Linked DNA regions of Mus musculus: regions 1, 3, 4, 5 and 6 are each linked to region 2. A link is a contact called in public Hi-C and promoter capture Hi-C data. All regions are on one chromosome and are shown on one strand. The core of a region is the stretch at or near the end of the contact, and the rest is flanking DNA. Distances in the headings are between cores, read along the strand shown.

Region 1 (4,276 bases), core at 1,507-4,006, 1.3 Mb before region 2:
TCAAATATCCAGTCAAGATTTAATTCATTATATAAAAATAAATAAACACACAATCATTAGCACACAAACTTGCTTTTACCTCTAATGGTAAAATTACATATATAAAGAATTATTTTAGCCAGGCATGGTGGCGCAGCCTTTGACCCCAGCACTTGGGAGGCAGAGGCAGGCAGATTTCTGAGTTCCAGGCCAGCTGGTCTACAGAGTGAGTTCCAGAACAGCCAGGGCTACACAGAGAAACCCTGTCTCTAAATAAATAAATAAATAAATAGAAAGAATTATTTTAAAATAAATTTAAGGTTTTCAGAAATGTTAGATTTGTATTTATTTTAAATCTCTATAACCCTGGGTCCAATAAAATCATTTCAAGCAAAAAGGGATCAAAGGTAGAAAAATTCTAAAATGTCCTGCCATAAGATTGTTCACCTAAAACATTGCAGCTTTTGGTTCAATAATGCTTATATAGCATCTTCCATAATAAACAGGACTAACCCGTATAATCAAAGCCACTGCATGGTATATATTAGCTAGGATTTCTATTGCTATAATAAAAACCATGATTAAAAGCAACTTGAGGAGGGTTTATTTCACTGACATTTCCACAACACAGTCACTCAAATAGTCCAGCAACCAAAATCAAGTTTCTGGCATGTGAGTAACTTTGAAGCTGACCCATGTCAAGTCTTTACCTGACAACAGTGGATCTACCAGGTAGCTTCAGTATATCGTCGTTAAAGACCCAAATCCTAATACAGCCAGGAAGTTCATTTTTAATTCCTGGTCCACAAAAACTGTTGAAATTATTTTTATTGTTGCTTAACAGGGCCGGGCGTGGTGGCGCACGCCTTTAATCCCAGCACTTGGGAGGCAGAGGCAGGCTGTTTTTCTGAGTTCAAGGCCAGCCTGGTCTACAGAGTGAGTTCCAAGACAGCCAGGGCTACACAGAGAAACCTTGATGTGAAAAAACAAACAAACAAAAATATAAGATAGCTTATGCAGTAATGCAACTGATGCTTAATATACTCTCCTAAGCCTTTAAACTGAAAATTCCCTCATGCTTAGAAATTCTGAATTTAAACTGCCACAGAATCCCCATGCTAACATTAAATTGTTGTCATCTGTTTTCTAGCTGGTGTTAAATAAGGTTAAAATATTGAGTCAAGCTCTCAAATTAATCATTTACTCTTTTTATAAATGGGAAAAAAAAAAAAACAAGTACTACAAGTACTAAGGATGTCATTTAGAGCTAAGACACAGTGCCTGTTATGAATACCAAAGGCAGAGGGAGGGGTGAGGTGGGGTGAGGTGTTCTGTCAATTAAAAATAATACCATTTCTTTTTTTTTAATATATTATGTATTTATGTGCTTTATGTGTTTTGTCTGCATTCAAGTCTCTGTGAGGGCATCAAATCCCTGGGACCTGGAGTTACAGATGGTTTCCATCTGTCAAGTGGATGGCTGGGAACTGATAAGAGTCTTCCGCAAGAAAAGCAGGTGACCTAAACCACTGAACAATCTCTCTGGTCCTAGTTACCATTTCTACAGGTTGTAATAGGTGCTATTGTCTCACTTTTAATCGTTAAATAGTTAACTCCCCACATAGGAATCCTAGTCCAAAAGCGGTTAAAAGGCCTTCAGTCGTCTTGTGGGGCCAGGCTTCTGACCTTTAAGCTAAGGAGCTAAGCAAATACTTTACCACTGAGATAAGTACATTCGTAGCCCTTAAGGGCTTTAGAACTTGCAAAAGACTGGTGGGGACAAAGTTTACGTTAAACTGGGGAAGGAAAAACACCTTCAAACACTCCAACTAGGAAGGACAATGAGAGAGCAAAACTTCCAGACAGCATTTCAAAGTAACAAACAATCACACACCGTCTCCTATGGTTTCCCAACAGAGGAAAAAAACCTGAGAACCTCCCCTCTTGCCTTAAACGCTCAAGACAGTCCGAAGCAGGCAACCTGAAAGAAAGATCAATTTGGGTTGTTTTTGTTTTGTTTTTCCAGTCTGCTCCAGTGTGCTTATTAGAAATAAAGTGAAGAGAACAAATAAGACTTCGGTGATAAACAAGTCCAGGATATATATATTTATAAAACTTGAGGCGCAGAGGATTCCCTGGCCATATTCCTTAGAGAATCTGAAATGCATCAAAGTGATACATTTGTTAGTAAAAGCCTAAAAAAAAACAAAACAAAACAGGTCAAAACTGCAAAACAATCTCCTACAACCACACCGCGCCTATTCTGCTATCCTTAACCTAGAGGCAAAATTGAAAAAGTGAAGAGCGTCCGGGTCGCAAGTTGTGGGGGGGAAAGTTGTGGAGAGCGGAGTCAGGACTCTACCTCAGGGGGCTGACAGAAAAGTGCTTCTGGGATTCATAAACTGCCTCGGCCCACCCCCACACAAGCCGCCATCGGTCCCCCCACCGCCTCAGGTCCAGCTGGAGCAACCCGGCCACACACTCCACGAGCCGGCCGACCTCCGACCAGCCCCCGCAGTCGCCCGGCCCAGACCTCAGCTCGCGGGTCCCGAGCCCGACCGACGTCCGGGTACAGGAGGCCAGCAGTGAAAAGCTGTCGCCCAGAGAGATGTCCACGCGCCCGGAATACCCTAACTTACCTGAGTCCGCGGCAGCAGCAGCCACAGCGACAGTGGCGATTCCCCGGACCAGTCGGACACCCAAAGCGCCTTCCCAGAGCCCGCTGCACACTGGGAAATGTAGTTCTGTACTCGGACCCCCGCCAGGAGCCGAACGCTCCAGGCAATTCTAGAGTTCTCGGCGCTCTGTGTGTGTTTCCTCCAAGGACCGGAACTGAGCACCGCCCATGAGGCGCGATGCCTCCTGGGTGTTGTAGTCTTATTTCGGTTCGGTGGCGGCCAGTGATGCAGAGGACGTACCGAGGAAACGGAACTCTTTTTCCTCATTGGACACTGTCCGCCACACGCTTCTGCGCAGTCTGTGGTGGCGTCGTAACGCCTCGGGGAAGGGGAAGCCGGCGAAGGGTCGAACCGCTGCCTCTGGCTTTCAGTTTTTCTGCTGACAGGGTTGGGTCACTGGAGCTCCGCCGTTTGTCTGTGGCACGCGTACAGCCTTCCCAATTGCTTCCCCGCCCTTGGATCCAGCCCTGTGTGCATTAACGTCTATTAACCCACTCCGCCGCGAGTCCCCTCCGCGTCCCCTGGCTCGGAGGCCGTAACTATGGAGAATATGGCGGAGGAGGAGCTGCTACCCCAGGAGAAGGAGGAGGCCCAGGTCAGGGTCCCGACCCGGGCCCCGGATTCGGCTCCGGTCCCAGCTCCGGCCGCAGATACGGCTCTGGACTCGGCTCCGACGCCGGACTCGGATCCAGCCCCAGCCCTTGCCCCGGCCCCGGCTCCGGCCCTGTCCCCGTCCCTAGCCTCTGTCCCCGAGGAGGCTGAAAGCAGTAAGTGCAGACGGCCTGATCTCTCTGCCGCAGAGAAGCGAGAAACCATGCCTCGCTGGGGAATAGGGGAGGCCCTTCTCCAGGGTGTTTTTTTTAATGTGGAAAGGCAAATTTAGAAAAATGGGAGGAGGAGGAGGAACCAGAGCGGCAGGTAAGAGTAAAAGGAATACAGCATGGAAAGGGATACTTCTTCCATAAACCTCGAGGATATCATCCTGAAGGATATATGAAGGCCAGGCGTGAGGCAGAGAAAAATAAACAATGAAATTAGTGGCTGTGTCCGTTAGTGTCTTTAGTAGTTTCCATCTCAACCCAGTCTACAATAGTTTTAAAACTTTCCACTGTGTTACAGTAATGGAGGTACTAAGGTAGTAGTAGATCAAGATTGAGAAACTGAAAGCATTTTTCAGTCAGGACTTATACACACTGATGGATTTGTCTCATTGCTGGAGTATACTTTGCTCCCGAGAATAGAAACTCCGTCTCTTGTATCTGCCAAATACTAATTGAGCTTTGTACTTCATTCCAAAGGACAACGATCGTGAAAACGTATAGCCCATATTTTTATTTTCTGAATGTGTTTATACATGTTCCGAGTGGTGGTTTTTCGGTTCATATAAGAAACATAAGACTGATAATTATTAGCATTTTAAGGATCTTCTTAACATTTTGCACAGCGGGCCTAAAAAAAAAAAATTCAACGAGTTTTGTTTTTTTTTTCAACAAATCTGTGGTCCATAAATGGATCTTTATACTCCTTCTGAATTATCGCGTGAGGAATTAATTCATATTTCTAGGCCAGTTGGGGGTTAAATGTACATAAAACAGTCATAATCTAAGAGAATTATTTTG
Region 2 (4,512 bases), core at 1,950-4,449:
GAAGGAGGTGTGCATGTATGTAGGTGTGCCTGTGTATGTGCCTGTGGTGGGGAAGGGGTGTGCATGTATGTAGGTTTGTCAGCGTGTGCACAGACAAGGCAGAGTATTTAGCTGAAGATGTCTAAAAACTGACTTCATAAGAGAACTTCCTTAGGTCCTTAGCCTTTTCTTCTTAACAAACTGGGGGGAGGGGCATGCACACGCACTGGCACTCAGACACACACACACACACTCACACCTATACAAGCCACAGTGCACACGTGCAGGTTCAAGGAACATTTTTTAGTTGGTTCTCTCCTTCTGCCACATGGGTCCAGGTGACTGAACTTGGGCTTGGTAGCAAGGGTCTTCCCCGGCTGCGCCATCTCCCCAGCCCTGATCCTTGGCTTTTTCAGACGTCATAGAAACAAGGATCTACAAATGCAGCAGTAACCCTCTGGAAATTCAGATAGCCTAGTTATTTGCATCATAAGTACATCTTAAGCCAAGCAAATCCTTTATATAAGAGGAAAGTATTCATTTGAAAAACCCCCCAAAAATAAAATAAAATTGCCTAAGATGGTGATTCAGTATCATAGGTAACAGTAAAAATATAGAATTTACGAGACAGTAGAATACTGTGCATTTTCTAACTGGAAGATAATTAAGAACAGGTTTCTTCAGAGACAAACATTTCCTTTAAATCTTGTAAAGAAAAACAAACAAGCAAACAAACAACTATTAGCAAATGGATAGGAGGGAAGTTAATTAAGGTAGCCATTAAAATCCTAAATTTTAAATGCTATCTCAGAATTACTTTGTGAGGAAATTAGTTGATTACTTAGCAGTGGTGATGCCTAAGCACTGTGAGGCACTATGAAAAAAAGAAAGAAAAGAAAAGAAACCTGTAAAATTTAACACAATCTACCCGAGGACCAAAATTCTGAGCAATGGAGATAATTACATCCTTGAACAACTGACTTTTGTTTTTAATTCCTCGCTGTTCCATTAAGTTGTTTTCTACCCCAGGATTCTTCCCCAGCTCTAAAGAGAACGCGTGTGTGTGTGTGTGTGTGTGTGTGTGTGTGTGTGTGTGTCCAACTAAGACAAAAGGAAACACTAGGGCTTTGGAAATGGCTATGTTAGCTCTTAAATCCTCGTTTCCATCTGCACTCAACAGTGCATCTAGTGTTTAATTTTCTCTTCAAAGAAAATCTCAATTTAAAAGAACAAAAAGTACAGTCAGCTTTAACATCTAAAAGAGTATGCTGTGCAGCTTTTATGGGAGTTACACAAGATTGAAACAGAAAAAAAAAATTAAACAAATCTTTATCCTAAGTTACATAATGCCATCACCGTAACAATGTTCTTATACTCCAGCATGAGGCTTTTAAAGTAAGCACTGCTGGCAGGGAGACATGTCTCCTTTGCTGTCTTAAGACACGAGAGTTTTTACTAGCTGACAATGTGAGTGTTAATCAAGGAAATGTCACTTCTATCAACTGAATGATAAACCTAGAGGGAGTGCCACATTGCTTCTTCACAAGGAAAAGGGACACACTTCACATACAGCGCTCTCTCTACATAAACACATACATACACATGTGTGTGCCTATGATCAACAACTGTTTGATCCTGACGTCTTTCTCTTTTTGATTGAGTCTCTATTCCCAATGTTTTTATATATTTTATATTTCACTAACTCATCAAGCATGCACTAACTACCTTCTGAATACCTAATTTTATTTTATATGAAAAAAGATACATAAGAAAAAATTAGATTCAGCCCTTCAGAATCTTGGGATCTCTTTCCCCAGCAAGAATAAAACCTATCATTAGGTAGTTTATGAAGCTCGTGCTACATAACCCATAACACATTGCACACATATGCAGAATTTTAGAGTCTTTTCGAAGCATTTCCACGTATTGAGCCCTGGGAACATCCTTGTGAAAAGCACATTAGCCCCATCTTAGTACTAAGAAATCCAAGGTTCCAATTTTTAAGCAACATGCCTCAATCATGCAGATTATGAGAGCAGAAAAGTCGAGACTCAGCCTGCTTTTTGATCCCAAGCCCAGTGCTCTTTTCCAGTACGGCAGAGCAAACGAGAAAACTCAACAGGATGACATCCAGCCTTCTGCTATACGTGAAACCAGGTGGTTCTGCATCGAAGCAGGGCAAAGCCAAATGTCTGAATTAATTTTATTCTGTAAATACTTGTACTACGGTATATTACACAGAGCACAGCTATTATTTGATTAATCTTTGTGCCTCTGCCTCCTCAACAGAAGCTCTGATCTCACAAACCGGAATATGGAATATAGCAAAAAGCTGATTTGACGTGCTTCCAGGAACCTTAAACAATAAATAACAACCTTGAAAGTCCAGTCTCTATTAATCCTTGCACTCGCTATTTTCCCTCAGCACTGAAGAGCCTAACTCGCCCACCCTCTTCTGGCATTCTTGCTCCAAATAACTACTTATTTTAAGATGTGATGACTGATTCTAGAAAATGCTACAAGTTTGCCCCAATTTCACTACCTGGCCCAAGCGTCTTTTCCCTCCCTCCAGATGGAGAGAATACCTAGTTCAGATTCTGCAGGTCCGGTCGCGATGCTGTCACACAGCACTGACAGGTAAGAAGTGACCTTTTCGATTCCGTCCTTGGGGACCTCCCACCGACAGCGTGCCAAGAGTCCAAGCCGGGGAAGGGGCTCTCAGCTCGGGAAGGCAGCCCCCGGCGGCGCACGGTCCGAATGGAGGGCTCCGATCACTAGTTCCGAGCTGGGCATCACTTTGCCTCATACTCCTGCAGACTGCAGGGGACTAGGTTCTGCAGCCAGTCCATCGCACCCCACGCGCGAGTCCGGTCACCCACACTTCACACCGGACCCCAACAACCAGCGGCTGGCACCGACAGCGGCGGCGGCAGCAGCACTCCAGGCCACGCTCCCGAGGTGCCCATAGCCTCCAGCCCAAGACCCCCCGCAAGGCAGGACCGCAGAAAAGCGTTTCTATGGGAACGTCCCGGGCATCACGTGATGCTCCCCGGCGACCAATCGCGTCTCCGCGCCGCCTCTGCCAGCTTTCTGTCGACCCGCCGCCCCCGCCTCCTTCTCCAGCCCCGCCCCTTTCCTGCAGCGGGCCCGCGCGTGCGCGGTGCGTCCCGCGCGCTCCCCTGCCGACGCGCGCTCCCGGGGGACGCGGGGGCGGAGCGGGGGCTGAAGGATGGCTGCAAGCAGAGGAGGAGGCCGAGCCCGCTAGCGCGCAGGCCCAGAAGCTTGCAAGCCGCGGCTGCCGGCGACGCCCCAGAGCGGAAGAGGGAAGTGAGTCGGACCGGGCTGGGCTCGCTAAAGGAGAGGCACCGCGGAGGGGCAGGCCAGCGTCGCGTCGCGATCCGGGATGTCGAAGAACACGGTGTCGTCGGCCCGCTTCCGGAAGGTGGACGTGGACGAATATGACGAGAACAAGTTCGTGGACGAGGAGGACGGCGGCGATGGCCAGGCCGGGCCCGACGAGGGCGAGGTGGACTCGTGCCTACGGCAATATCCTTACGCTCGCGGCGGCCGGGGGTTGTGGGGACGCGGGGCCACGCGACCGGCTGTGCCCGGCTCTAGGTGGGGACGGAGGACAGGAGCTCCCGGGGCCAGCAGGCCGCCTGTACCCCGCGGCCGCGCCGGCGAACTTACCGGCGGCGCCCCGATTCCTCAGGTGCGCGGTCCTAAGCGGCCGCGCCCTCCCCGGGGCACCGCTGGTGTCCTAGTGGGCACCTGAGCCAGTCTCTGCCCGGTGGGGACACGGGCGTCCCGCTTGGAGTCTTGCTTTCCTGTCCGGTGTGTGTGGTTGGCGGAGCGGGGATAGTTTATCCCTAGCCAGGAGAGATGGAGCGGTTCGCAAATCGAGGCCCTCGGTACATTCAGCCCCGGGGCTATTTCATCGGCAGCATTGTTTATTAAGAGAGAAGGGCTTTGGCAAGGTGGCATTATAATTCATGAACGAGCCGAAGGGAGTTTTCTTCTCCAAAATTCCCAGTTAAAGCTTGGAACCTTTCACCTGCTAAGAAAAGGCCACTAAAAAAGGGATAGCGAATGCATGCAGAGAATCCCTGGGAATAATATAAGATGAACCCCAGTGAATAAAGCAGAGAATGAGTCGGTTCTATAAATCAACATTGTTTTTCTGAAATTGTTTCCCTTCTAGTTAAAACATGGCTGTCAGTTCCTGGTTCCTTGGTTTGCATATCTGAATATTCATAACCTCGAAATTCATTTGCATCGATCCCTTAGAAAAATAGAATGTTACAAAAATCCAAACTGGAGCTTTAGAAAAATCGTATTCATTAAGTCTGTTCATACAGCTCTCCCCTCATCAATTTTCTACTAGATTATAATGAAGAAAGTGAGCAAAAACAGTGGTAACCACAGCATCAAACGTACATATATGTGCAGTATAGGTTTAACTTTCATTACCATAACTTTCACAGTTGTTACTAATTTGATTATTTGTTAAAATACTTGGGTTTTTTTTTTCTT
Region 3 (4,638 bases), core at 2,121-4,620, 1.1 Mb after region 2:
CACACTGTGTCTCTTCAGCTTAAAGTTTTCACAGACTGCCTGCTGACATCAGCCACACAGGCAGCCAACTCCACTCCCAGCAGCTACAGTCTACGATTTGGGTTCAGTGGAACCATATCCTAAACTTTGCATCACGGGTACAAGGTAATCACACAGCTGTCCTCTTATGACACTAGGTTAGGAGCTTTAGAGCTTCAGAGAAAGAATGTATAAGAACACAGGAAAGCCTACTCGAGCCATCAGTTTAGCCAGCCGAGCACCACTGATGGAACGTGCTTCGTTCTGGGCTATCTCTGCAAGTTTAGTCCAAGCTCTTTCCTGGCAATATTGCTCTCCCAATCCACCCACCCTGGGGACAGAGGAACTCAATTCAGTGAGAAACTCAACTTCAAAGCACTTGCCATCAGACCCCCATTAGCCTTGGTACTGTGTGGGCCTGGACTGAAAGTTCATGGGTTCAATCGCTTGCCGCCTTTACGGGGGGTGGGGGGGGGCAGAAAATGGAGGCGGTGGCAATTTAGGGGAGAATAAAGGACAGACATAGCAAAGTCAAAGTGGAGGAACAGGCTGTTCTTTTAATTTCTCTAAGAGTACAGGTGGCTTTTCAGAGGGCAAGCCAGTTAAGGAGGGACTCTTCTTCCATGGTACACTCAAAGCTCCCTAGTCCAGTCCTTGAACTTGTCTGGGTCCTACTTCGGCTGGTTTAAACACATGTGGGGCCGACCAAGGGGGCAAAGCTGCCTGTTTACCCCTGAAAGTCAGTGGTCACATGAGATGTTCCTGGTCACATGAAAGGATCAAAGCAAATCCGCTTCTATTCTTGGAAACAGAGCAAATGTTCTCTTGATGCTGCCGCTGATGGTACTGTGGGGTCAATACGTGTTTATTGAACAGTCTGGACACTATTCGAGGGCTACGGGAGAATAAGCAGCCAAGGAGGTTAACATGTCTAGGAAGGGAAGCGGGCACTCACATGGCAGAAACACAAGAAACCCATGGAAAACAGCACATGTGCTCTGGAATATTGCCCTTTCTATCGTGTTCACTGCTCCCATTGTGGAGCCTGGTGAGGAGTGCTGAAGGCTGCCCTGGCTGATGACCGGCAGCTGCCATCTGGAATTCACTATCTCCTAACATAAGAACAACATCTCTCCCTTCTGACAACCCCTTTTCTAACCACCTAAGCTGAAGAGTTAAAAGAAGAAATGGGAAGACAGCCGAGCCCATTGTTGCTGAGTCTACACCTTACTTCCTTAAGTAATGGCGCAGCTCACTACGGAGGCAGAAAGCTGCATCACCCGAGTGGGCAGGGGGTGGGGGGTGGGGGGGGGTGCAGTGCCAGTGCCACAGTGCCGTTGGTGGGTCCTCTCTTCAAAAGAATGAGGGTCCCGGAGTTCATCTCCAGCAACCATGTAAGAAGTCATCTGCAATGCAGGTAACTTCTTCAAGCTGTGCAGAGGCAGATCCAGAAAGATCCCTGGGAGTCACCGGGCAACCAAGTTAGTTAAGTTGCAGTTACAAGTTCAATGTCAGACCCTGTCTCAAAAAAAAAAAAAAAAAGTAGAGGGTGATAGAAGACACCTAAAGTCATCCTCTGACCTCTACACATATGGATGCAGTGTATAACACACACGTGCATGTGTGCATACATGCATGCACACACAGAGTAATCATGGAAAGAAACGACTCAGTCTCTTCAGATTATATTGACCTATGAGATGACATCGTCTTCCTAACACTCCTCATGTTCCAGGTCCCACTGTCATCCCCGCTACAAATGCTAAGACAGAGCTTGTGTGGCTACTAATTTGGCTACTACTCAGAATGAACTTGGGTTTGCCCGACGTGAAGCCCCGCTGTTGAACAACCTCATGGTAAAACGCTTCACACAGTACTGACTAGGACACAGAATTTGCAAGGTGCCTTTCTGGTCCAAAGCCTATTCAAATCCCCACCTGTGGGGCATGCTGCTTCTGTGAGCCACTGTGTCAGACACACTCAGGGGAAATTGACAGAGGTTGACCTAACAGGCCGAGCTATGTGTGTGGGGTCACAGGCAACCTTTCTTTTTCATATTTGTGGTGCATACACAGAAGCAGAAGCACAAACTTCATCCCTTCCTCTTCCAAAGGCACTGAGAGCGTGGGTTTCTGGCATCTAGAGAGAAAACTTCATCTCGAATGCCAGAAGTCCTGAAAGATAAAGCCCAGCCATGAGGTGGATTTCATGTACTAGAAAGAGACTGCTCAGAGCATAGCATTAATAACAATATATGGGCCACGTCTATTTTTTTACAGGTAAATTCTGTGCACATTTTCAGCTTGTCTCACTACAGTATTCACACACTATCTCAGCCATCACTGCAGGGTTAAGAAAGGAAAGAGAAAACTCTCATTCCCTCTCCCCCAACACACACACACAGTTAAAAACAACTTGGGAAGCAAAGCCAGGGGTTCCCCCCACCCCTCTTGCTTTTTTGTTTGTTTTCTCTGTGAAACCCTGGTTGTCCTGGAATTCCCTCTGTAGAGAAGACTGGCCTCGAACTCAGGAGACCCACCCGCCTCTGCCTCCTGAGTGCTAGGATTAAAGGCGTGTGCCACCCCCGCTTTCCCTCCTGAGTGCTAGGATTAAAGGCATGTTGCCACCCTGCTTTCCCGGTCAACTGCTCTGAAAGTCCTTCCATCTGCTTTATTTTGCAGATCCAAGGAAAGGCTGAGAGACGGGAACACACACACACAAGGCAACATCAAATAGACTATGGACGTCCAGAATCCTCTTTATAGAAACATCACACTTGTGTTTAAACCGTGAAATCACAGTCTGACCACTTCCCCCAAATCCACTCAGGAAACCAGGAAGATAGGGTCCTCCAGGTTCTGGGAATCGTGTTTCTCTCTCTCTCTCCCCGCGCCTGATCAGGGCTCCCTGCCTCTCCCCAGCCCAACCCGTCCCCAGGCTCGCTCAACAAACAAAGGGTAAAATTCTCTTCTGGGGTTCTGGATTTTCAGTGACAGATCTCCTCGAAAACCTCTGTACCGTTAAGGAAGCAAAGAGCCGAGGCCAAATGACTCTGAGGAAGCCTCAGCCTGGGTCCGAGGGTCCAGAGGTCGCTTAAGAACGCAAGCTGCAAATGCATCCTGCACCTTCGGCCCTGGCCCTCCTCCAGCCGCCGCTGCCTCCCCTCCCCCACTCCCCTTTCTCTTTCTTTCTTCTGGGTCTCGCTCGCCCCACCCTGAGGCTCCCGCACAGTTCCTCGGCCAATGGCCTCAGGGCCCCGGCGCGCAGCAGCTGATGGGCGCGGGTTTCCTGGCCTAGGTCAGCCAATCAAGGCGACTGGGGGCGGGCACAAGCTGTCAATAAAAAGTACCGAGCAGCCAGCGACCCTGCAGAGCGGAGAATGGGAGTAGAGCAGAGTGTCTGAACAGCACGCTCACCCATCTCCTCTCCGCCTCGCTCTCCTGACCTGTTCACCCATCCATCATCCGGCCGGCCACCGCTCTGGTAAGCGCACGGAGGGTCCAGGAATGTACGGCCGCCCGGGCTGTGGGGTCGCACTCTACTTCCCAGCTCCAGTCAGCTGCTGTACGGAGCGGGATGCAGCGCTCGTGCCTCCCGCGTGTTTGCAGCGTGCGGCCCGGGCCGGCTCTGCTTGGTGTTCCTAGGACGCGCTGTGAGCCAAGCTCCGGGAAGGGCGGGGTTGCGGGTTGTTTTGATCTGTTCTATACTTGCGGCCGGAGGCGCCGCCCCGGGAGGCAGGCGCCGTTGGCTGGGGTTCACGCTGAGATGGGGGCTTTCCGGTGGTCCCAGCGGGAGAGGGTTCTTGCCTTAGGTGGGCGCAGGCGCCTTGATCCTCTCTTCCTGGCGGCGCATTTGGGGGGCGTCGTCACGCTGTGGGTGGTCTGGTTGAGGATGGTGGTCCTAAGCGTTGATGGCACCACTCCCCAGCTCCCAACGCCGTGTCCTAGGCCTTTACCATATGACCGAACAATGGAGAGCCGGAGCCCCGGAGTGGCCGGCGGGCTCCGCAGTGGAGAGGCCGCGCCAAGCGGAGGCAGCAGCGGCGCGCTGTGCCTCCCGCGGTCGCCCCACTCTCGCCACCCGGCCTCTACCCTCGCCGGGGTATGGCCCCCTGGGAGAGGCCTTGAGATCTACGCGGGCCCGAGGGTCGCGGCACCGACTTTCCGGACATTTTAGTGGGAAGGCTGCTTTCAAAGTGGATTGCCCCAACTCCTCCGGGGGCGGGAAGCGGGGATCCTCCCCCAGCCGCAAATACTCAAAGAAACCAACCATTGAAGACGTAGAAGATGGAGATTCTCGGTCCTCAGAGTCCCCTTCTAATACTTTAGGCTTCGTTGCCTACTCTGTGAACTCCGGGGAGAAGTCGAGGGTTAAGATTAAATCGCACCCGTCTTATTCCAGCACCTCCCCCTCCGAACGGTCTGGGTCCCCCACTCCATCGCCCTCGCCCAAAAAGCTCCGTTGCTTAGACCAGCGAGAAATCGAGAACGAGGAGAGGCATGAACACTGCTCTAAAAAGAGGAGGTCTAGAGAGTACAACCCCAGTGCATTTGATTCTCATTGGCTGGGGTGAGTAAAAGTCAGGGCGAAGGACCCCGGGTGCATCTGGCAACCCGCAGA
Region 4 (4,224 bases), core at 550-3,049, 1.2 Mb before region 2:
CCAGGTAATAAGTGTGTTAATTCTACTCCACACAAATCTTTCCACCCGTGACTGCACAAAAGAGAGAAGAAGGATAAATCAGACGTCACGTTTCTAAACTCAAATTTAGATTTGAACACTGAGCGGTTTAAATCATTGAGTGGCTACCCAGAAGCACTCTGTAGTCACTGAGACCCCAGCTTTTACTGAGTGCAGGCCCTTAAACTTTTTTGTTTGGTTGGTTTTTTGTTTGTTTGTTTGTATGTTTGTTGTTGTTTTGAGACTGTTTCTCTGTGTAGCCCTAGCTGTCCTGGAACCTGTTCTGTAGACCAGGCTGGCCTTGAAATCAGAGATTCGCCTGCCTCTGCCTGTCCCTCCTGAGTCCTGGGAGTAAACACTCACACCACCATGGCTGGTGTTTAGGGAGGGTTCAGGCGAAGTCTCTCGGTGTTGTTAGCTTTTCTTCTCTTTTCTTTTTTCTTTCCTTTTATTCTCCTTATTTCCTTCCTCCTTTCTTTTTCTTTTTTTCTCTCTCTCTCTTTTTGATACTGCTTTTCATGTAGCTCAAGCTGGCCTCCGACTCTCCATGTAGCCCACTCCTCCAGCGTTCGTTCGCCTCCCAGAGTGCAGGAATTGCAGATACGCACTGGCACACCTTGTTTGTGAGATGCTGAGGTGCAAACCCAGAGCTCCAGGAATGCTACTAGCAGCACTCTGTTCATGAGCCTGAAGATGTTAGCCTGTGAGAGTTGAATGAATGAGGCACCCAGAGAGGAAAACTGAGCAAGTGGTTCACCTTGGCATAGGGGAGCGAGCAGGGCAGGGGCTGGAACCTAGAGAGCAGAGACAGAAACGCTGGTAAATGAGAGGGGAAGCCCCCCACCCCTCAGGCTATAATAGACCCTTGGCTTTTCCTTTGAAGCCCGGAGCCGGGTTAGACTGTTGTGAGGCTTAATGTGAGAAACGAGGGCAGTGGAGATGGTAAGAATTCCCTGGACGTTGGACATATTTTGAAATTAGACTCGACAGGATTTTACTGATGATCTAGTGTACAGGGTGCGAGAGACTCGGTGTGTGAGCTGTGAGAAATATGTGTTAAAGTTCTGGTGAATTAACTTTAGAGGCAGCTGTGGAGAAGCCTTAAAGTCCTCTTTAGGCCTGGTTAAGTTGATAGGAATTGTAAAACTCCTGGCCACTAAGAACAGAAAGAAATCAGGATGACCCCTCTGCCCAGGGTGTTCTTGCCTGAGGCGGCCAAGCTGAAGAGATAGTGGCCTTGCATACGAGAAACCACGTGGTAAGAAGACTTGAAGGTTAAGGTGTCAGGACAGACTCCCTGGAGTCGTAGGCAGGTTCAGGGCTTACTTAGTGTGTGGAACCGGCCTTGGCTTCTCCCATTTCTCTCCCCTGCTTCCCCTTCAGTTCCCATCTCTCAAATCCAAGTGCTTGGTTACAAGAAGCTTTGACTCTCCAAGGTTCCCATACTTCCGTGCAAGGGAATTCCGGAGGTGGGGATGCGGATGGGAGTGGGGGATCTGTGGACAGGTGGCTGGAGAACAGGAAGGGGAAGGGCTCCTGACCTCCACCTGGTGGGACTGTAAATCTCCATCTGGGAGAAGTTACAGTCACATGGAAGAAGTCCGCTCTCTCCACTCCCTCCACGATGGGTCTGGGCTGTCCCCAAACTGGTGAAAAGTCAGTCTCGAGAAGGAGGAAAGTATTTTTACTATGGTTACTCCCTGGAGTTCCTAGGACAGCCCCCGGGGTTCCAGCGCAGCGAGGGCGGGAAGACAGCCCCCGGGCCAGCCCACACATCTTCCGAGGGCGCGGGCCTGGAGGAGGCGCCCGGGCCGGCGACGCCTCTCAAGGAAGTTGGCCCTTTAATTACAGAGCCAGTTCCCTGACACATCCACCTTCAGCGGCAAGCAGCAGGCGCAGTTGGTGTCAGTCCTCTGCCTCCCGTGCAGCACCGCGGCCATGGGCGGCTCAGCTTCCAGCCAGCTGGACGAGGGCAAGTGCGCCTACATCCGAGGTACGGCGGCCAGGGCGGCAGGGTGGCGCAGAGCCAGGGCTAGCCTGGTCACCTGCACGCTGATCTTCCGAGGGAGCACTGGCTAGCTGGTGCTACCGGCGGGCGTTGGGCTCCTAGACTTGCGCTCGCCTCCGGGAGCGGAGCCCCGGTGTCCTGTTTCAAGCACCCGCGACTCAGGTGGGGTAGAGAGTAGGGACGGGATGATGCAGGACACACGTGAGAGGCAGGTACTCCCAGGGTGGCTGGAGAGAACTTTGTTGGTGCCCCCTCGCACTCCACCCCTCCTGCCCCCGCCCTGTGCCCCTCCAGCCTCAGAATCTGTTCCTTCCCTGCTGGGGAGACATCTTTCTTGTTTGTACTTGGCTCTGAGTAATTTCCAAAGGTTAGAGGTTTACTGGGGTTATCCCCTCGAGTTTTGAGATTTCCTTAGTGGTAGTGGTGGGGAGTTCCTGGGCTATCAGAATTTCCCTCCGGGTCATATTGGCCTGGTTTTGTAAAGTGCAGCGCAGGCCACACCTTCTCCTGAACTTCACACCAATTGCAGGGCGATTTCATCAGAAGCAGAAAGGATGAAATCTTTACCTTTTCAGGTTGGATGGTTCCCTTCCTTCCCCTGAGAGGGAGGAAAACAAAAGGGGAAGCTCGGAGTGTTTTTGCAACAGTTGTTAAAGCTATAGATGGGGAGAAACATCTTTTTAGGAGATCTTGACCTACGGAGTGATTCAGTAAGAGAGAGACAGGCAGAAGAAACCAAAACTCGGTGGCACAGAAACTGCAGGAAATCCAGAGTTCTTATCTTTCGTTGTGTTTGGTTCTTACCCCACCCACCCTAATCTTGCCCTCAGCCACAGACATTCAGCTAGCTATGAATTTAGTGCCCCACTCCTGGCTTCCCAAGTACTTTGAAAAGTATGTATTAAAGGAGGGCTACTGATTTCTTTGAGTTAATTTTATATGCAGCCACTTTGCAGAATTTATCAGCTGTAGGAGTTCTCTGGTAGATTTTGGGGTCATTTATGTATATTATGATATCATCCAAAAATAGCGATACTTTGACTTCTTCCTTTCCGATTTGTATCCGCTTGATAATTTTTAGCTGTCTTATTGCTCTGGCTAGAACTTGCAGTACTATACTGAATAGATAGGGAGAGAGTGAGCAGCCTTTACTTTGTTATGCTTGCAAACTGGAGTCTAGCATGATTGTCCTCTTAGAGGCTCCAACCAGCAGCTGACTCATACAGATGCAGACACCCACAGCCAAACAGTGGATGGGGCTTGGGGACTCGTATAGAAGAAGAGGAGGAAGGATTGCTGCCCTGAAGGGAATAGGAACTCCACAGGAAGACCAACAGAGTCAACTAACCTGGACTCTTAGGGTTCTCAGAGACTGAACTACCAGCCAAAGAATATACACAGGCTGGACCTAGGCCTCCCTGCACATATGTAGCAGATGTGTAGTTTGGTCTCCACGTGGTTCCCAAACAACTGGAAGGGGGTTATCCCAAAAGCTGCCCATGGGATGTGTTCTTCTAGCTGGGCTGCCTTCAGTGGGAAAGGATGTGCCTGGCCTCGAAGAGACTTTATGTGCCAGGGTAGGGGTGTACCCAGGGGGCCTCCACCCACTCAGAGGAGAAGGGGAGGGGTTCGGGGGAAAGCATTGTGGGAGGGGGTGACTGGGATGGGGCCAGTGAATAGGATGTAAAGTGAATTTTTAAAAAGTATGTATTAAGCTCCAAGTTTTACTTTAACTTTTTAGAAGAAACAGTGAACTTTTTCCTGATGCCCCTTTCTGGCCCTTAAGATTATATCTAAAAGAAATACATTTATTCATTTATTAATTCTGTATTTGTTGTCAGTCATAGTGTTTCAAAACCTTTTTAAAGGGTGCCATATAAAGGCAGATTCAAGGCAGGAGCTATAATTGATTTTCCAGATTCTTGCTTCTGCTCACTTCGGGACAGGGAGTTATCAGTGTGAGGGGACAAGCTCAGTCACTTGTCCCTCAGTGGTGGTCTTGGCCCTCTGCACAGGGAGAAAAGATGGAGATTTTATTTAAGACTAAGCCTGCTAATTTTACTCTTCACTGTTCACCCCCCCCTCCCCCCCCGTGCTGGGCTCAGAGATGACACAGAACACTAACAAGGGGCTTGCATTAGCCCGTGAGCAAAATTGTGTTTGTGACGTTTATAAGATGTTTCACTGCATAGTGAGAA
Region 5 (4,073 bases), core at 639-3,138, 1.4 Mb before region 2:
TGGCCAGAATTCAGTATGGGACAATATCTGAAGCATGATCAAAGAGAAACAACAAAGGTGATTATTGTCACCAATTCCCAACTTATCTGACATAAAACATACACCCAAATAAATTAATAATGATCAGTCTTAGAAAATCTGTGTATATAATGTGTTTGTGTGTTTACAGTGTTAGAGATGAAACCCAAGCACCCTGGTGCTTTAGGCAAGCACTCTACTGCTAAACTATGTTCTCCGCCCCGAGATCAACATTATGTCCTTTGTTACTATTACAAAGAATGCAAATAATCATTTATGGCTCACTTCCAAGTGTCAGTGGCTATTATACATACTGAGATGCCTGAAAGACAGATACTATGTAAAATTATGCCAGGATTCATAGAGCAGGAAATACTGAAGGCCAAAATGCACTGACTCCGATCACACTGTCGCTTTAAGAGAGTGTTGACTGTTCCAGATTACAAAGACGCTATTTAGTGTACAGCAAGTAGGACCATGTGTCCGGCAGGCCAGTCATGTGCCTGTCCCAAGTGGGCAGTTCATATTCTCTCACTGCCAGAAGGAGCTCAGTAATCCAGGTCCCTAATAGTGTCATTTGCAACAAAAGTAATGTGCTATCAAAGAGAAAAGCTGGACGGCAAATGCCAGTTTCTCTAAGACACATAATCATACTAGCTGACAGCTCAGTTTCTACTTCCTCCTTTTGTGAAACAACAACAAAAAAGAAACGTCTCCTGGCCACAAGATCTTATTTTTTAAAAGTAATGAAGACCCCCCTCCCAATTTCTATTTCCTACCCGCTAACACATTAAAGAAGGGTAGGAAGCATTGTCAAAGAGCTCCAAGAAATGGCTACAAATTAAGCGGGATGATCAAAGTCAGGTCTAGACTGTGTAAGCGCCCTCTATAAACCAGTATAAGCATTAATCTGGAAACCTTTACCTAACTCGATTATGTGTATACTTTATAGACCTTTGGATATAATCTCACCAAATCCCCTCATCTTCAATCAAGGAAACTTCCCAGCATGTGCTTCAGAGTCATATGAAGAAGTGGAGCCCAGCTTAAATCACATTTGACCTAAACAACTGCCTGCCTCCTAGGGGCAAGGTGGGTGGATGACTGGGCTTGGCTCCTGGGTTAAAAGGCCCCAGGGGGTAGAGATAGGGACTAACAATTCCCCAAGCTACTTTTCTTTGTCCAAAGAAGTCGAGACATCAGGAACTGATACCAGAGGGGGACAAAAAGTAGAAGTGAACACGCATTTTATGGCACACCGATAATATCTCTTTCACCTTTTTTTTTTTTTTTTTTTTTTTTAAACACACTCACTGAATGCTCACCCAAAGCAGGCCAATAGAGGGGCTAGTTGTTCAGGCCCTCCTCTGACTTATCCCTTCTTCCTCCATTCTTCTCACCCCTCCACCTCCAAGGTAAGAGCCTGATGCTCAACTACTGCCGCGGGGTTCCCACAACACGCAGCTCCAGTCTAGGCTAGTTGCCTAGAAGTCAGTGTGACGCTGAGAACTCTAATCGCCACGTCGGATCTCTGGAGAAGGTAGGGCAGGTGGAAGAGGAAGGAGGGAACCAGTTCCTGGACAGTGGAAAAAAAAGGGCGAAGCGAGGGTGTGAGGCTCGGGAGGGAGCGCGCGCTCGATAAGTAACAGGAGGAGCGGTCCCCGCCGCCCCGCTCTCCCGGATCACCTTGCGCTGACCTAGTTGAGCCGAGAAGGAAGGAGGGGGCGGTTGAGGAAAAGAGCTATGAGGTGGGCGGGGCCCTGTCCGGGGGCGGAGCCTCAGAGCGGGATCTTCCCGGGAGCTCGCCTGTGATTCGCTCAGGCATCAGAGCCGGAAGCGGCCGGGAGGCGTTGGCGGCAGCGCACGTGGTGACGTGCGAGGGAGTGCGGCGCGAGCGCGCGCGGCGGCGGCGGCGGTGGCAGTGTGTTCGGGACGCGCGTGGAGGTCGGTCAGTCGCTCGGAGGTGCTGGGCGCGTCGTGGCGGCGAGCGAGTTCCCGCGAGTACCCACTGGTCTTCCTCAGCCCGCAGCCTCCCGCCCGGTCGCCCCGAGCCCCTTCCAGCGCCTTCCGCCTGCAGCCCGTCGAAGCTCTGGAGATGAATTTCGCCATCTCTTCAGAGATGACCCAGGTAACGCGCTGTACGCGGGCGCCGCGGGAGGGAGAGGGCGGGGTGGGAAGATGGTGGTGGTGCGGAGCGTCCCGCTGTCCCGGGAGACACGGGCATCGCGGGGCTCCGCATTCGGCTCGGTTGCCGGCTGGCGGGGGAAGAGCGCGGTGGTCCCGGACCTTCCTCCGCCGGGGCGGGGATCGTCAGGCTTCCGCGCTGGGTGACGGAGGGTCCCCGGGACCTGGCCCGGCGGAGGACTAGGAGGGATGACCCGCCGGATGAGAGCGGCGGCCACCGAGGACTGTAGACATCGTTTCCCGCTGTCAGGAGCGAGGTGCCGGCTGCGGTTTGGGGCTCTCCGGGCTAAGACTCCCCGCGGCCGGCGCGTGGGGACACAGAGCCGCCCTCAGAGCGCATCGGTTCCAGGGGTTAGGCGTGGGGTGGCACGGAGTCCCTGGTCGCCGTGGACCACGGGGTCCTTTGTTCGAGCTCCACGTTGCCCGCTTTTCTTGCCAAGCGCGGGGAAAAGGAGGCGGGAGGAGCGAGGGAGCGGCTGCCCTGACGTGTCAGCTCTGAGTGACTGCGCCGCCGGCCAATCGCGGCCAATCGCGGCCGGGGGTGTGCGGGTGCCTCGCTGTACCCGCCGAGAGCGCGCCCCAGGCCTTGCAGCGCGGGGTCCCCGGCGCGCCGGGGCACAGGCTCCATGTTCTCTGAAAGAAATAGGTGGAGAGCAGGCTTTTCGTCCGATCACCTTTTTTTTTTTTTTTCTATTTTTGGGTAAAGGACCTCGTTGATAAGACACCGGGGAGTGTCAGAGTGGAGATTAACGTAAGGAAATCTGTACACACACACACACAAATTTGAGAAATATTTCCGCCTTTCCCTCAATAAGTTGCAGATAAATGATTCCGGAGAGCAAACATTTCGATCAAAAAGAAGTCGGACGGCCTAAAAGGCAACGTTTTGTTTAATGTCTGTCAGTAGTGGAGGTTAGAACACCCAGATATCAAGTTCTTAGGAGTTTTGTTGTGGTCTCCTGTTTTGGCAATACACCATAGCTCTGGAAGTAAGAGCACACAAGCCGCACGGACTAAATCACCTTAGCCATATTTTCTTTAATTTTAACACCAGTGGTTGACTTAGGAAAAAAATAACTAAGAAAATAGTTTCAGGTTGAATCCTGCTAAGTCTTTAATATCTTTAAAATGTTAAAGGACTTATTTGTAAGCCTGGATGTAAACATTGACTGGGTAGAACTGGATTGAAACCAATATGCTGTAATGCCACCTAGCAGGCATTATATCAAACCCACACTTTGGTGGCTTCCTTGCAGGGAGGCCTGGGGTGGCTTTCTTTTGATTTCCTAATTAGTGAAATCTTGAGTTAATTAATAGATTCCCATTTCTGTAGCCTTTGTCTTAATTTATAGTTGCCTTCTAACTTTGTCTTTTCCAAAGACAGCATTTCACGCTTTATTTTAGTTATTGGTGGGAGGTTGACCTTGTTTTTGCATTTCTTGTTTGGATGTTTTAAGTGCCATATAAATTTAGTTTTTCAAAAAAGTTTCTTGACTGTCTTGGCCAGTGATATTAATGTGACTTACCCCAGAGGGTTTTTTGTTGTTTTTGTTCGTTTGTTTGGTTGGGTTTTTGTTTGTTTGTTTTTGTTTTCTAGCTTTTTAGCAGTTTGATGGTATAGTCAGATGCTGCAGGTAGGAATTTTTGAAGGTTGAGCATATTCCTACCTTCTGTTGGTGTTAAAAGTATTATTGGAGTGATTTCTGGTTCAGTTACCACTGTGTTAATGTTTCTAGCCCTGTAACAGTACTCTTTACACTTCTGATGTCAGCCTGGATATCCAAAAGTACCTCAGCATTAGAACATCCCAGTCTTGCTTCTTTTTTCTTTCTTATTCTAAAAGTGGCATGTTGATAGTGGTGCGCCCATGT
Region 6 (4,746 bases), core at 1,940-4,439, 1.0 Mb before region 2:
TATATATTTGCGTAAGATACAAGGCTGTGTAAACAAACTCTTAGCCAGTTAAAGGGCACCACTTTATAAACTGCCCTTATTAATTTTAATGGGCTCTACACATCTAAAAAACTGTTTTACATTCTTTAAAAAGCCCGTCTCTCTTATTCCCCTTGGGTGCTTTCCACTAATATTGGTTTTTTTTTTTTTCTGTACAACTCCAAGCTCTCCAAATTAACTTCCATATCATTTAAAAAGATTACTCATGTATAAGTTTGAAAACTAACAAATGAAAAATTTCCCAGGAGTCCATAAATTGGCAATTAGCTAATAATTCCTATTCCCATTAATGGGTTAAAATGGGATCTACTTTGAAATGTACTTTTGTGAATGTGTTTCCATACTGAATATGAATCTCCAGCTTAGAAATGTTAACTCCCAATTCCTTTTAGGTCACACCAGATTTTCCTATTTCGGATTTTGCAGAGGTTAGTGAAACATGGACTCAACTATTGGCTAGAAGTTGAATCACAGTGGGGAGGAAAAGACGCTTATTATTCAGGGAGTCAACAAGGAAGGTGTCCTGCCTACTTATGACAGCCTTTAAAACTTCAGTGTTAGCTGGGAGACAAGCAAAAATGCAGAAAGATAAACACTGAGGCCAGGACTTCCTTTTCAGTTCGTTGTTTCTTTAACAAGATCACTACTGTCTTATTGAGACCCAAAGACTCAGAAGTCTTTATGATTAGAACATCAAGAAGTCTAATAATAAATAGTAATAATGATAACGATCATAATATTAAAATCAACCTAGTTATTGCCAATAAGTTCCTTCAAATAACTGACTTGAAAATACATCTGAAAGTCATTAGGTATTTTTCTACTGTCTTTGTTCTTCGTTTTCAAATACTAGCTGATTGGTGTTGAACTTTGGCTTGTCCTGTTCTCTATGCCACATCCACACCAACTCAAAGGTATTTATTTACTTAGCTAACTTCGTCATTAAGGCTGCCAACAAGGATCCGGGATGGCAGCAATGCAGGATTGCAGGTTTGTAAAAGGGATAAACATCATTCAGAAATGAGCTCATGTGTACAGTATTCATATGATTACAGGGAAAGGTCATATTATTCTCACTTTATAGTGAGGAAACTGAAGGAATAAGAAATCAACACTTCTTGAACATGTCTAGTGGGGGAGACACAGCACTAGGCCTTTTAGAATAATCTGGTTATTTAGAAACAAGCTGGTTAATACCCCTCAAACGATCAAAATCTAGTGGATGTAAAAATGCACTAATAGAGACACAGAGTACTGTGGAAGAACAGGAAGGAGAGTGGTTTGAACACTTTCTGCAAGGTTTAGAACTGTTTTGTGGTGATGGAATCTAAGCCAAGTCTTAATGGTTTGTGGGCGTGGGGCAAAGATTACAGAATAACAGAGGAGATAGAAGAGCAAAGATAAAGAAAGGAAAAGAGTGTGAGAATTTACTTCGTAGTCGAATAGAACTTGAGGGCAGGGGCAGATCGAAGGCAGAGGGAGGAGGAATTCAGAGGGTTTGCAAATCGAAGCTTACTCTGTGGCAGTGTAGAGGAGACTAGGACGTTGCAACTGTTCAGCAAAGAGATAATGAGAGCTGGAACTAGGAAAATGTGGACTAGAAAGGCAATGGTCTGAAAGATAGTAGCGATAAGGATCTGGGTGATTTACCCACTGGTTGGACACTAGGAAAGAAGAGGGTGAGTAAACAGGTCTGAAGCATTAAATAATTTTACACTTGAGTTTCTCTTGGACCAGACAGAAAGGAAATTGAATGTAAGGCCAATGATCAGGACAGATATAAATCTAGAAATCAATCCGAGCAACAAGGTGACTTAATCCGTGTCAGAAATCACTAAAGCGAAACCCGGAGAGTACAAAGAAGCAAAGGAGTCGAAACAGAACCTTCAGGAAACACCTGCGTTTTTGAAAGAGGAGAGAAGGAAGAAAGGTTATTTTGTAACCCGGATGGTCAGAGAGATAAGACTTAAGTGGTGAGGCATTAAAAGCAAGAGGTTTCAGATAGCTCGATATTGCTGAACGGACAAATACGAAATTTACTGTGGCCACAGAGGTCACATCCAAGCTCCTCAACTCTGCCGCCACCTGCTGAAGTGGCACAAAAGAAAGACATGTGCTTTTGCAAGAGAAACCCACCTGTCATTTTACCCACAGTTAGCCTGCCAATCAGCCATTGCAACTCATTACAACATCTAGTCTTCACTAAATTAAAAAAAAAAAATCACTTTTGCATTGTACACTTCTTTCCTTCATGGGCTTTTAAGATAACTATTATTAATCACGTTCTTAGCTTTGCTTGGCCTCCTTCATTTTGAGTGTCCTGCTTAGTTGCTGGGGTACTGAATTAGAGGAGTAATTCAGGAGTTAGATTAGTGTTTGCTAACTTCTTCCAAGCCTTTGTGCAAAAGTTCAAGCTACGTGTGCAAAAGTAGAAGGACGATATATACATATTAGAGTTGTGTATATGCGCTAATGAAAGTAAAACTCTCACATGGTCGTCAAAGGTTCGAGTCATTTAGCTGTTGTTCATTTCCTAGTTTTTGTTTTGTTTTGTTTTGTTGTCATTTTCTCGAGGGCAGAAGAATATTTTCACTGTTCACCCAGGCATTCGGTACCGACCTGGGGGCAAGTCTCATTCTGTCAGCTCTCAGGAAAAAAAAAAAATCTTCAGGAAGAGAATGGCAAAGCACTCACGAGTCTCAAGGACTGGGCAGCCCACCGACGAGGTAGGGTTGGCCAAAGGTCTTGCGGAACACAGAACGCCTGGAACCTGCGTGGCCTTTACAGAATAGGACTACAAGTCCCAGAACGCAGGGCGCTACTAGGCAGAAATCTAGCAAGGCGCCTGCGCGTAGGTCTGTAGTCAAGCTGGAGGAAGCGGTGCACCTTGGGACTAGTAGTTCCTAGGTGGCAACTCCTGGGGTCGGAGGTGGATCGAAGGGACAGCTCCCTGCCCAGTCCCGCCTTTTGTCCACGTCCCGCTTCTCTGGGCCAATGCTAGGTCCTGTAGCTGCGGCCAGCCCCTCTCCGAGGCTGTCTCCATTGGTCCCGAGGCTATCTCACTTCGGCTCTACCCGGAAGTAGCCTTGGAGAGGCGGTTTCCTAGACTACGACACCGGAAAGCTGGGGGCGGTGCTCCGAGCCGTGGAGGGCGGAGGGTGGTGGCAGCGCTGGCGCTGGGGGACCGGCTCGGTGACTTCGGCAAACAGTTTGGCGCCGGCGGCCGCCAGCCTCACTCCACAGTCCGCCCTCGACACGGCTCGCAGCCTCCTCGCCGCCGGCAGCCCGCAATGTGGCCCACCGTGCCGGTGTAGCAGCTGCGCGTGCGCGGAACCGCGGGGCCATGAGCAAAGCCGGCGGCTGCCGGGGCTGTGGGTGCCGGGTCCCCCAGCGAGCGTCATGGAGCCTGGTGGCAGCGACGGCCGCGCTCTGTCTGGTGTTGGCCACGTCCGTGTGCACGGCAGGGGCCGCGCCCATGAGTAGGGAAGAGAAGCAGAAGCTTGGGTAAGGGTGCGTGGCTGTCCGGGTGGGTTTCCTCGCGCGGCTGCCAGCAGTGGAGGTGCCTGTCATTGCGCCCCCGGCGCACTGTGGACTTTTTCTGTGGTGACTGTAACAGCTGGTGAGGCTGGAGGACCTCGGTGCGGTGGACGGGGTCCAGGACGATGGGAGCTGATCCCCGGGATGTGACCTCGGGGGCTGTCGAGTGTCTCCTGGGCAGCCTGTGACATATGTAGTGTTGTGTCAGCGCCTCTGCCATGTCAGGGGCTGGTGGAGGGGCTACCGCCTGGGTGGCGGAGGCAGGGTTGGATGTCTCACCCAAGTGAGCTCCCAGCGGGAAAATGTTGCGGTGCTTACACCTGTTAAAGGAAAAGGGGCGTTCACCGGAACTTGAACTTTTCAGACTTCACTATCCCCCTTGCTGTGTTTTCTTTCCTAAATGGCACTTGTGAGCTAGAGCAGGCGATTTGATGCTATTCAGAGGCCTCGATTAAGTGTACCCCCTTAGAGTAGTTTTATGAGGCTTAAAAGTGTTCCAAAACACTATTTATAGCATTTAATCCAGTAATTCGAATACATCCGAAGTGGCACAAGTGACTAAGAACGAAGTGGAGAATCTCTGGATTTTGGCAAAACCGTGAAGTTAAGTGAGAGGAGAGGAAATGTGTGCCTGTCAGTAGCACGGCGAGTTGACTGCGAAAGATGCTTATTAAAACAGTGAAGTGGGTGGGTTTTGCTTGTCTGGTAGGTTAGCACAGAACACTAGAATGCACTGCTGATTAGTGAAGAGGTGAGAAAACTGGTGGGGATGTAAACCACGTGACTTATTGACACCAACTCCAGAATTTTAAATTGTGCTTGCTCTTTGATTCATTTCTTTCTCTGGAGAATCTATCCTACAGAAGTAAAGACACAATTAGAGATAAGTGTATAAAGGGGTGCATTTTGACAGAACAGAACAGGCTGGGGGGGGGTGTCATACATTTAGAAAGAGTTCTGTACTAAAGCAAGTTGTAGGTTAATATATAAATAGAAAGCATATTATTTTATAAGAAAAAATAGTTGCCTGAACTCAGGAAAAAATAACAGGTAACTTATCCCACAAAGGGAGGTGGAGCCATTAGGTTCTGACGTAGATACTTCTTTACTTCCGCCATTGCAAAAGAACTATACTAATTTTTAAATCACAGAGCAAATAAAAATGTGAGT

The links. Promoter capture Hi-C pulls out the DNA fragments that hold promoters and counts their contacts. A called contact is a pair of places that touch in the nucleus more often than the background predicts. Capture Hi-C pulls out chosen DNA fragments and counts their contacts.
Region 1: a Hi-C map of regulatory T cells shows a contact between it and region 2, with 7 times the contacts expected there. The contact joins the promoter of Swt1 here to the promoter of Arpc5 in region 2. A contact is called at or near these places in 4 of 39 promoter capture datasets (the C10 cell line, liver and pre-B cells), 4 of 484 Hi-C or Micro-C datasets (B cells, CD4 T cells and regulatory T cells) and 2 of 9 other capture datasets (adipose tissue and liver).
Region 3: a contact with region 2 is called in a promoter capture Hi-C map of pre-B cells, with 5 times the contacts expected there. The contact joins the promoter of Glul here to the promoter of Arpc5 in region 2. A contact is called at or near these places in 1 of 39 promoter capture datasets (pre-B cells) and 3 of 484 Hi-C or Micro-C datasets (CD4 T cells, CD8 T cells and regulatory T cells).
Region 4: a promoter capture Hi-C map of liver shows a contact between it and region 2, with 3 times the contacts expected there. The contact joins the promoter of Niban1 here to the promoter of Arpc5 in region 2. A contact is called at or near these places in 2 of 39 promoter capture datasets (cranial neural crest and liver) and 1 of 9 other capture datasets (adipose tissue).
Region 5: a promoter capture Hi-C map of liver shows a contact between it and region 2, with 3 times the contacts expected there. The contact joins the promoter of Ivns1abp here to the promoter of Arpc5 in region 2. A contact is called at or near these places in 1 of 39 promoter capture datasets (pre-B cells), 1 of 484 Hi-C or Micro-C datasets (CD8 T cells), 1 of 115 datasets of contacts at active chromatin or transcription factors (thymic regulatory T cells) and 1 of 9 other capture datasets (liver).
Region 6: a promoter capture Hi-C map of liver shows a contact between it and region 2, with 8 times the contacts expected there. The contact joins the promoter of Edem3 here to the promoter of Arpc5 in region 2. A contact is called at or near these places in 14 of 39 promoter capture datasets (the 3T3-L1 cell line, the C10 cell line, the HPC-7 cell line and 10 more), 9 of 484 Hi-C or Micro-C datasets (B cells, CD4 T cells, CD8 T cells and 4 more), 2 of 115 datasets of contacts at active chromatin or transcription factors (astrocytes and cardiomyocytes) and 3 of 9 other capture datasets (adipose tissue, liver and macrophages).

The regions. Positions count from the first base shown.
Region 1 is chr1:151,425,679-151,429,954 of GRCm38.p6, forward strand. It overlaps Swt1 (SWT1 RNA endoribonuclease homolog (S. cerevisiae)), which reads right to left and starts at 2,757. Exons shown (of 20, transcript NM_025819.4): 1 at 2,619-2,757. Trmt1l (tRNA methyltransferase 1 like) reads left to right here and starts at 2,864. Exons shown (of 15, transcript NM_026876.4): 1 at 2,864-3,424. The coding sequence starts at 3,199.
Region 2 is chr1:152,763,343-152,767,854 of GRCm38.p6, forward strand. It overlaps Arpc5 (actin related protein 2/3 complex, subunit 5), which reads left to right and starts at 3,200. Exons shown (of 4, transcript NM_026369.2): 1 at 3,200-3,525. The coding sequence starts at 3,383. It also overlaps a transcript of Rgl1 not described here.
Region 3 is chr1:153,896,559-153,901,196 of GRCm38.p6, forward strand. It overlaps Glul (glutamate-ammonia ligase (glutamine synthetase)), which reads left to right and starts at 3,371. Exons shown (of 7, transcript NM_008131.4): 1 at 3,371-3,501. It overlaps Gm38440 (a long non-coding RNA gene), which reads right to left and starts at 3,218. Exons shown (of 2, transcript XR_387481.3): 1 at 3,037-3,218; 2 at 1-2,192. It overlaps Mir8114 (microRNA 8114), which reads left to right and starts at 3,368; the gene lies at 3,368-3,478.
Region 4 is chr1:151,569,574-151,573,797 of GRCm38.p6, forward strand. It overlaps Niban1 (niban apoptosis regulator 1), which reads left to right and starts at 1,800. Exons shown (of 14, transcript NM_022018.3): 1 at 1,800-2,011. The coding sequence starts at 1,957.
Region 5 is chr1:151,342,610-151,346,682 of GRCm38.p6, forward strand. It overlaps Ivns1abp (influenza virus NS1A binding protein), which reads left to right and starts at 1,889. Exons shown (of 15, transcript NM_054102.2): 1 at 1,889-2,146. It also overlaps the pseudogene Gm10138.
Region 6 is chr1:151,752,185-151,756,930 of GRCm38.p6, forward strand. Edem3 (ER degradation enhancer, mannosidase alpha-like 3) reads left to right here and starts at 3,190. Exons shown (of 20, transcript NM_001039644.2): 1 at 3,190-3,543. The coding sequence starts at 3,383. It overlaps 2810414N06Rik (RIKEN cDNA 2810414N06 gene), which reads right to left and starts at 2,834. Exons shown (of 2, transcript NR_151475.1): 1 at 2,659-2,834.